Linked DNA regions of Mus musculus: region 2 is linked to region 1. A link is a contact called in public HiChIP or PLAC-seq data. All regions are on one chromosome and are shown on one strand. Each heading gives the region's core, a stretch centred on a gene start, on an enhancer-like site or on the middle of the called end of the contact. The rest is flanking DNA. Distances are from core to core; before and after follow the strand shown.

The links. HiChIP or PLAC-seq counts read pairs in DNA pulled down with a chosen protein or histone mark.
Region 2: an H3K4me3 HiChIP or PLAC-seq map of neural progenitor cells shows a contact between it and region 1, with 46 read pairs. The contact joins the promoter of Npas3 here to the enhancer-like site in region 1. A contact is called at or near these places in 2 of 39 promoter capture datasets (the 3T3-L1 cell line and the C10 cell line), 7 of 484 Hi-C or Micro-C datasets (the HL-1 cell line, cerebral cortex, cortical neurons and 2 more), 4 of 115 datasets of contacts at active chromatin or transcription factors (SST interneurons, neural progenitor cells and neural tube) and 2 of 9 other capture datasets (liver and pancreatic islet).

The regions. Positions count from the first base shown.
Region 1 is chr12:53,145,057-53,149,969 of GRCm38.p6, forward strand. Akap6 (A kinase (PRKA) anchor protein 6) reads left to right here. Exons shown (of 14, transcript NM_198111.2): 14 at 2,755-4,913. Among named protein-coding and RNA genes, the nearest start is that of Npas3, 100 kb to the right of the region's middle. Within about 2 kb of position 1,700, at least 80 of the 459 cell types and tissues checked have an H3K27ac peak or open chromatin away from gene starts, as enhancers often do. A contact at or near this core is called in the HL-1 cell line, neural progenitor cells and stem cell-derived neural progenitor cells, where this site is marked.
Region 2 is chr12:53,246,750-53,251,530 of GRCm38.p6, forward strand. Npas3 (neuronal PAS domain protein 3) reads left to right here and starts at 1,683. Exons shown (of 12, transcript NM_001370962.1): 1 at 1,683-1,998. The coding sequence starts at 1,841.

The DNA of each region.
Region 1 (4,913 bases), core at 450-2,949:
TGTGAATGCATGTGTGCATGTGTGTGTGTGTCTATGTCTAAGTACCATGTTAACAAAACATGTTTGTGCCTGATCTTTTGCTTAGTTATAAGCACTGGGTGTAAATTTGCACGGACCTGTCAGGTGTCGAAGTGCTGTCACCTGAGAAGTTATTCAATCTGAAAAGGCTGCTAAGCTCCCAGAACTCCTTGTCAGGGTGTGTACTGAAGTTACATCGAGACTTTACAACCACATGAACTTAACTGTAGTCAGTGTTCCTTCCACTCTGTCCAAAAGCGGCAGAAGTTCTTCCTTTTAAAAGCCATTTGGGGGCTGTGAGATGGCATGGCCTTTGTACCAGGACATCACAATTCACCCAAGCCAATTTGCTGGCGCTCTTTTCCCAGAAATAGATTATCAGATGAAATGACTACAAGTCCATTCGAACGTGTTTACAATGTGTTTAGAACCAGGCAGATAGTCTGCAACCAGAACAGATTCTTTTCAAAGAGTTCTGAAAATTATTTTATCTACTGTGTTCTAATTAAAAACCTCTGAACTCATCTGAGAAGATTTGCTGTGGCCTAACAGTGGTGCGTTTGCACGTACTTCCAGCACACTGCTCGACTCTTCACTGTATCCATCTGTGTGAAAATGGAGAGGCCAGTTAGAATCACATCAAAGGGGAGGTAACTGGCTAGATCCAGCTCTTCCTGCCTAATTTGGAGAGAGCACGTGGTGTAGGTCTGGAATTCCTCCTAGGGCCTAAGAAATGTAGTTTGCACTAATCTTTTTTGCTGTATTCTGACAGTTATTTCTTCATAACCCTGATCATAAGCCTGTGATCTTTGATGAATGGTTTAACCCTAAATTTCAGGCTGGATAAAGTCTGCAGTGTAAAAAGTTAACTCCTCGCATCCAGCCAGTGTGTAGTTTCGTGTTTTCTCCTTGTTCATCTAATGGTTTAAGGGTGTGTGTGTGTGTGTGTGTGTGTGTGTGTGTGTGATTACTTCTTTTGGTCTTAGTTTCATTGTTTTGCCTACTTCATCAGTCTATATGAGTAATGGTGGCCACAGAGTTTTCGGTTTGAGATGACTACTTGTGTTGATAGCTGTTAACACAATTTAGAGTGCAGCGCAGCTTTTATAAGTTGGGAAAATGGTTGGAGCCGACACTTCTCACCACACACAACCTCTCATTCTCTTACTGGGCTGACACTGGGGTTTCCCAAGGCTGGCTAAGCAGCTCTAGGAAACTCCATTGAGGGTTTGTATATTATTCCTTCTCTCGACACTACACGTGTCTATAACATTTACCTTTAAATCACCTTTGTAACCCAAGCTTCTGCTGGATAATAATTGGGCACTTCTGAATAACTTGCTAGGCTATATAAAGATTTTATTGGATAAAGTCAGTCTCTGTCTGTCTGTCTGTCTGTCTGTCTGTCTGTCTCACTCTCGCTCTGTCTCACTCTCACTCTGTCTCCCCTCCCTCTCTTACACACACACACACACACACACACACAGAGAGAGAGAGAGAGAAAGAGAGAGAGAGAGAGAGAGAGGATTTGGGCTTGAGCCCATTTGGCCTGACTTGTTCCCAAGTGTGCCAAATTGAAAGGATTGATTACCCGGAGGGAATTCATTCAAATGCCAGCTCTTTACTAAGATGGGATTGGCTTCACCGGAGGATTCCCTTGCGCAGCACAGCGGCAGATTCCCGATGAGTCACATCCTCAGCATGTGAGCAATGCTTCCCTGTGCTTTCTTGAATTACTGCATTATTTTACTGTACCAAATTTTGTTCCATCTGCCTCTATCTGTCTCCCCCATCCCTGTTAACTTCCCGTATCTTCTCAACATCCTGTTTGACTGTGGTGGAACTACGGTTGGAAAACTTTTTCTGACTTGTGCATGAAGTTGTAAGTTTATAGAAAGAGACAGGAAGACACGGAAGAATATTTGCTTCTAAGAGGTCGAGGGGGAGGGAATACCCTGATAGAGCACTTCGGAATTTAGATTAAACTCAAGCAGGCAGAGACCTGCTTTATTTGAGAGCTGGTCTGAGAACTGAAAGTACTTTGTATCCTGGAATTTGGTTGTCTCTCAGATTTGATCAGTTTTTGTAGCCATTTAGAAATAAGTAGGACAGAATGAGCTTGGAAGAAATTTGTACCAAATCATCACACATACAGAGAGAATTGAGTCAGTTCAGTTTCCTGGACCTAAAATGAAGCACGGTGATAGTTGAGTGGTGAATTCTAATTATACCCTTTCCTAGGTAAGGACCGAAAGCTTTAGGGGTCATCATAATGTTGTGAGTGTTCCACCGCTCTATAATAGAACGTCCCACGCAGACCAGTGGAGGAAGTGTCAGCCTGGGAGCCAGGTATCTCCTGGCTTGTGTTCGTACATCGTTGCATTCTTTGGTACTGACTACCTGATATTTTCTTATGGGTTTTTTTAAAAGAACTTGATAAAATTGAGACCATCCCCAGAAGAATAGATGAATTGACGACCCAGAGAAAAGATCATGTGCTTGATTTTTCTTTTTTTTTTTTTGAAAACATATGAACATACTAAGGCATCTATATAACTTACTGAACTGAAAATGTGTTTGTGTGTTCTGAGCTAGTGAAAGTCACATTTCATAACTTCTCATCTCAGATCGCTAGCAGATGATTTCCCCTCCCCAGGCAGCTTCCAGAAAGGGCTTCATCCTGCGAGTAACAGCCATTGCTGACACCTTTCCCTGTCACCGTTTTCTTTCCTGTAGATAGCCTGGCTGAAGCTCGGGGCTGGCCTGACCCACCCTGGGCTGGTCTTGGGTTCCATCCTGTTATCATCACTGCCTCCTGCCACGTTGACTTCCTGAAGACGAACCTTCCTTCTGAATGCGGTCTGTCCACGTGGGCCTCCCGATATGGATGTGTGCATTGCTCCTCTTAGGTGATCGTCTTAGTTCCTCAAAGCTGCTTGTTCTCCCGTGGATTCCTGTCCCAAGCTACCTCTGGCAACCCTCTCTCCAGCAAGACTTCTATTTTCCCTCTCTCCTCCCTCCTCCTTTTAAAGCTCTGCAGTTCACCAAATTGATGGTCCATTAAACCCACTGTCTGGAATGACACCCCTCCCATCGGTACTTGACCAATTTTATGTTTTGCTCTGAAATTTTTCATGATATTATGCCTATGTTTATTGAAAGAGATTTACCTAAAAAGCCATCCCTTGATTTGATTGTAGTATAGAAGAGACACATTGATCCTTATGACAAAATTAAGTGATGTTTTGAAAGTGCCATTTTAATTATTTCTTTTTAATAATAATCTATGCAGCACTTCAAGAAACAACTATAACAGTGTTGTATAAACTGGTACATTCTACTATTAAGTTTGTTTTTGGTTTCTATGCTTCTTGAGGTGGTAATGAGAAAAATGTTTGTTTTTTTTTTTAAACGGTGTGCCTTGCTGTATTTCTTATACCATTTATTAAAAAGCTGCTTTTGTGGTAATATTATGTTGGTTTGAAAGGAGGAAATAGCAAGGTTAAGATGCGTGAATAATTTCTGTATATATGTATAAGCTAATACAAACACTGATGTATGACAGTATAAAATGCTTTCATGTTTGTGATGTCCAGTGATGTGGAGAATATAAGCCTTAAACCCGTTCGATTGCATGGTAATTAAAATTGGCATAATAAAAATAGCTTATTGGGGGAAAGGAAAATTAATGATCTCTTCTACCTGTGTTCTTTACCAAATTCTTGCATCTGGTTCTAGAAAAGAAAAAAGAATCAAACTCCATATATTAGCTTCCAAAATATCCATATTGCACAGAAGGCTTACATTGCTTAGACTACAGACTAGGCCTGAAGCCTTCATAATTTTCAAAAATCTTTCTGTTTCACTATAAACATCCTGAAATAGCAAAGGTTTAAAGGCCATTTCCATCAACAATGTTTTATTCTAAATGTTTTTATTTCTACTTGCTAATGGTTTAATAATAGTTGTATTTGGAGATCTCTTACATGACCTAATTTATTTTAAATATTTGAATGGTTTTGGTGGATGGTATAGAAAATTTGATTATTATTTTATTTAAACTATAGATTTCAGGTATATTTATTTTGTTAAGAAAAATCAACAGAGGAATATTCCATTTGGTCTTTTTTTTTTTTTGACTTGAAGAATTCAGCTTTTAATTTATATCATAACTCCTACTAAAGTGCCTGACACACAGTAGGTATTTCATAGAGTTTCCTGAATTTGAGTATTGAGTGGGGTTTTACATATATATATTTATATATGTTTCCTGCATTAAAACTAGAAAAAGACGTGCAAAGTGAAGCACATCTATAATCACACATTTATAATCAGATTTCCAAAAGCCAATAGAACATGACAGACATATGTAGCCACCGAAATGACAATCATTCATTCAATAGATTACTCATTAGCATCTTTTGCCTGCAAGTCACTATTCTATATTCAGGGAGAGCAGCTATGAACGATGCACTGCCTTTGGAGGTTTATCTATGTTTGAGACAGAGTGACTGACCACACAGACGTGTGTGCCATAACGTCCCACAGATGAGGAAGAAAGCAAGTGTAGAGAAAGAGTCACAACGAGAGAGACAGCGGTGAGAGGCTGGGGCAAAGAGAAAGGCTATGGGAGAAGAGGGGTTAGCAGGGCTTCACTACATGTGTGAAAAGAGAGAAAGCCAAATAGAGAGACCTGCAAGATGTTTACAGAGCTGACATGGAGCGTTTGTGTGCTGTGTAGTAGGTATAGGAGACCCAGTAGCTTGTGCGGGGCTTTATTTTATCCCACAATTGGAACTTTACTGGCGTCCTCCCAGGAACACTTAAATAATTTTGCGTGGATTTTGCCCCTTCTAATCTTTGCTGCACATATTTTTAAATGGATGGCTCATTCT
Region 2 (4,781 bases), core at 433-2,932, 100 kb after region 1:
ATGGGGCCTGGCGAGGACTCGCCTTTGTCCAGCTCCTCTAGTTTCCAGAATCATCAGGGTGGGAGGGATAGCATGGGGCTGCTGCAGGGCGGGCATCTGGCTCTTAGATCCTGTGCGGAGTTGTCCTGCTTGGGAGCCTCTGTCACTCTACACCTCGGCAACTTCAGGCCAGTGGGTCCTGTCTCACTGGATCATGGTGGCCCACTGTTTCCCAGGCTCAAAGGGTTAAGCAGGAGCCTGACCGGGAGAAGCGCGATTGGCCCTGGGTCACGGCGGCGTGGAGGTCACAGTTAACTTGGGCTTGTTTGGAGGGTACAGCGACTGCCCTAGCCCTTCAGCTGCAGTGCCCAGGCCCTGAGTGCCAGATGGGAAGAGGGTACCAGAATGGGAAACCACCACTCCCCACCACCACCCAGCCGCAGCAGTAGCAGCAGCAGTTGCAGGAGTAGCAGCAGCAGCAGCAGCAGCCGCTAAGCTGGGCAGGGGCTTTGAGTGTGGGACATTAGCAGAGCTCTGTGTCCCTCAAGGGCTGCATCCGCCTGCTTCTCGCATCTCTGCTCCTGCTCACCAGCCAGAAGACAGGGGGAAAAGTGGGCAACCCGGGTCCTGGGGAGGGATGGAGGGAAACAATCAACTCCCACTCCCCCAACCCTAGCTCAGTGAAACCCAGTGCAAGTCTCACTAAAAAGGCGCATCCAAACTGTAAGGATCTCTCTTCACCCCCTAATGAAAGGCAGGCGTCACAATGTGAAGTAACAGGAAGGCGCGAGGAAATAAATGCACGTGTTTTCTCTTTTTGTTTCCTTGGTGTTTGGAATTCGCAGAGTTCTTTTCAATTGTGGCTACTAATTTATTCGTTTCCTCGGTCAAAGGGGGGCGTTAAGAGATGGATCATAGCGCAAACTAAGATCTAGCTGAGACCCCACCTCACAAGTTTCCCAAGACCAACTCTTCCGCTCACCAGGAGCGGGAAGAGCCCTTTCTTTTAAGCGACCCAAACTCTCCATTGTACAAAAGCGCCAACCCCCCGCCCCGCACTCCGTCGCCTTTGCAAACCACCTCTCCTAGATAACTATCAAGTTCTCCAGGAACCCAACTTGCGCTTGGTCACATTCGCTCTGCTTAATGTGGAGAATAGTGTCAAAGAGGGGTCCAGGCTGAAACGGGAGGCTCTGACGCCCCATTCCTACACCCGCGGGCTGGGATCCTGGTTTCTGGCAGCCTCGGAAGGCTGAAGCCAGCCCGGATGGTGGTTATTTCTCCAGAGAAAGGAGGAGAAAGAGCGCACCACAATCTTGCACTTTGGGTCGGAAGTGCGCGGTGTGTGTGTGTGTGTGTGTGTGTGTGTGTGTGTGTGTGTGTGTAGAAGAGGGAGGGAAAACGCACCCTCCACTGCTCGTTATTCCCTTGCACCGGCCAAGCGCTCGCCAAGCCTCCCGGTGCATCCTTCCTCCTTCACCCCCTCCTCCTCTCAGCTGGGCTCGCGCGGCGCTGCTGGAGCAGCCAGTGAAAGCAACATCCTGGAAAGAGGGGGGAGCAACAGTGCCCCCCAAAAGGGAGAAAAGGCCCCACCCTGACACGTTTTGCTGTTTGCAAGTCCCTCGCACACCCCCCGCACCTCCTCCTCGCCACCCCCCCCCACCTCAGCCCGCTGCGCGCACATCAAAGCGCCTCTCCGCCGCGCACAGTGGCCGCGGCTCACTAATGGGATTGCAGGCTGGTGCCTGGCTCCGCTGCTGCCGCCGCTCGCGCCGCTGCTGCCGCCGCCGCCCGAACCCGAGCCCGAGCCCCCGCCAGCCCGAGCCCAGAGCAGCCGCGCCTGGGGCTCCAAGCCGCGGCGATGATCCGAATCTTTCCGGATTTCAGCGTGCAGGTGACGGCCGCGGCGGCCGGCGGGGCAGCCGCTGGGGTACCGGCCGGTGCGGGCATGGGGAGGGCCGGCGCCGCGGCCAACGGCACCCCGCAGAACGTCCAGGGCATCACCTCCTACCAGCAGCGGTGAGTAGTCCCGTCCGAGCTGGGATAGTGCCCCCGTCTCGGGTACTGGGGTGGGACTCACTTTGCTCTTGTTTTGTGCCTTACAACACACATGCACCTCGTCAGGGCTTACTTTGCCTGCCCCTGTGCTATAGAAGGAGGGGGGGGGGGATACACAATCCGAATTGAAAAGCACTCTAGTGCACTGGCGAAGTGAAGTCATCCTTTGCCCTCTGCCAGGCCCCGAACGTTGAGCCTCAGCCCCGAGTAGCCAGAGAGTTCCAGTCAAGTCTGAGACGCTGCAGGAGATGCTTTTGCAAAGTTTGGGCTTCCTGCCCCCTTTCAGCAAAATGTTCTCAATGCCTCCGCGGGTGCGAATCCGCGCTGACGGACAGCCAGGGGAGCAATTGATCATCGGAGGCTGATTGATCATTTGTTTCCAAATAGGACAGAGACGATTTTCATGTGCAGAGATAGACTTGCGTTTCTACCTAATAGTGTGAGATCCTGTCACCTGTTACTACAGGGAATACAACGTGAAATCCGAATCTCTTAGGCGCTGTTAACTATCTTAAACGCATTATGATGCAAATGGATGGGATTCCGAGATCCAAGTTAGGAAGCAAATTTTACAAAAGTTAGGCTTGGTGGTGAAAGGGAAGTTTTAATATAGAAATTGTTTTTAGTTTTCTAAAGATAGTCTCTAGATTCAAAATAATTGTCATTAAAACACTGAGCAACCTTTGATTGAGGAAGGAAATAAAGAGAAATTTACCATCAACAGCTTTCTAACCCTAAAGTTTTCCCTTTAAGGATAACTTTCGATGTTCTAAGATTTTATTGAAAATGGGATTCACAAAATCGCTATGAGAAAAACTAACAATATAATCAAAAAGGTAAACTCTCTATTCATGAGGCTCAATTTTATGGTAGATGGAAGAAAAAAAAGCACATGAGAGTGTGAAATTAAATATTTGTGTTTCCCAGATTGTACACGATTAAACATCTGAGAGATTTGCCAATGGCATTTAACTTAAAATATACATAATGCATAATTCAAATTCCCATTTTACCTCATCTTTGAAACTTCATTGATTTGAGAGCCTTTGGTTTGAAACAATAGTATTTAAACTGCAAAGGTTACAGTAATCTGTCATTGCTATGTTTTGTGCCTTCTAACCAATGGCCCAGTGACCAGATTTTGCCTAACACAGTATTTTCCAAGTTCATGTAATTGCAAATATTCTGTAGAAGACTTCATTACATGCTCTGCTTATTGTCAAAAGTTTTAAAAAGAAGTCGTGGAAATAACTCTAAAGGGGCAAATCTTTGTCAGACACATATTTTTTATTAAATTATTTTAGTCATGTTTTACTCAAGCGATTACAAGAACCTTTAACAAAAAAGATCTGGGCATCTTTCAAAAGCAGAACACCAGTAAAGAATTCAGTTTCCCCATTTCATGGTTCAGGTATGGGTTTTTTTTTTTTTTTTTTTGTCTTTTATAAAACATTTAAATGACAATAGGATCTGGCGGTCACTTTAACTAGGAAGTGTAGGCAATAGTGACAATAGTGTGGTCTCTGAGGAAGAGATTCAAGGGTCAGAAATGTCACATGGCCTTTGGACAATTCCAGGGACCTCCAGGAACTTGAGCTGACCCAAAAGATGTAAATTGGGCATAAGGAGCTGTCGTGAATCTCCCGCTTTTAGGGTTTTTCCCCCTCAGCATTGGCATTGTCCTTTAGAAGAAAAAGATGATTTGGGGGTTCAGGAGTATCCAGGGGAAGTCATCCCCCCACTTCACCCCCAAGCACCTGCCTCAACACTTCCCTTTAAAGGTTCCTGTTGGGTTTCAGGCCACTTGTTAAACCTCAACCCACTGGTCTTCTAAAGACAGGGGTGAAAAACAAAACAAAACAAAACAAAAACAAAAACCCACCAAACCCTCTAAACTTTCTCCTTTGGAGTGAATTATGGCTTCCTTTGATTTAAGTGTTCTCTCATACTGACAAGGTAAGATGATAGTAGTGAAATGCAGTTTTCTTCCCATGGTGTTACTCAGATCTCCTGACACCTGTTACTGTCTTTAATTTTAGTTAATTTGGGGGCAGAAGAGTTGGGCAAGAAGATTATTGGCAGGTGTTGGAGGTAAGGTCTAAGCCAGGAGTCTCCTTTCGTAGTTCACCAGCACTAGGAGTCACCAGGACTGGCTTCGGGGCTCTGAGGAGTAGATTTAATTTCCTCCCGGAGACCTGGACGTTTTGCTAAAAAGAATTGTGAAATAACGTTTAAGAATTTTAAAGTACTTTTGGGGATCTGATGAGGGGTGACAGGAGTGGGTTTTTAAGCAGTGGCCTGCCTGTTGAGAGAGCACAAACTTCTCTTATTTGTCACCTCAGGGCAGAACTGCCCTGGACTGTCTCCTGGAACCAGAACTTCCAACTGGTTAACTCCTCTCTTCTTTGCTAGCCCCCATTTGTCTTGTAGGCAACACTCATCATTGCTCCAATTCATTTCCCAACTCCTATCTCTCCTACCTGTAGCGCCTACTAACTACTCCAGAGAGTCTTCAATAGTGTGAAGATATTGCAGCTCTGTCACCACACTTAAGAATCCAGTAGCAGTTCAGAATCCCCTCCCTACTTAACTGGAAGGGTAGCACACAAGGAGACACTCATTGAGCACCCCCACCCCAACTTTAAAGCAGAAGGCAAAGCTTCACTCACGAATGATGTTTCCCACCAGACTCTTCCATTTGTTCAACGCGGAACAGTCTTGGGTGTCTGTCTTGCCTGCTTAAT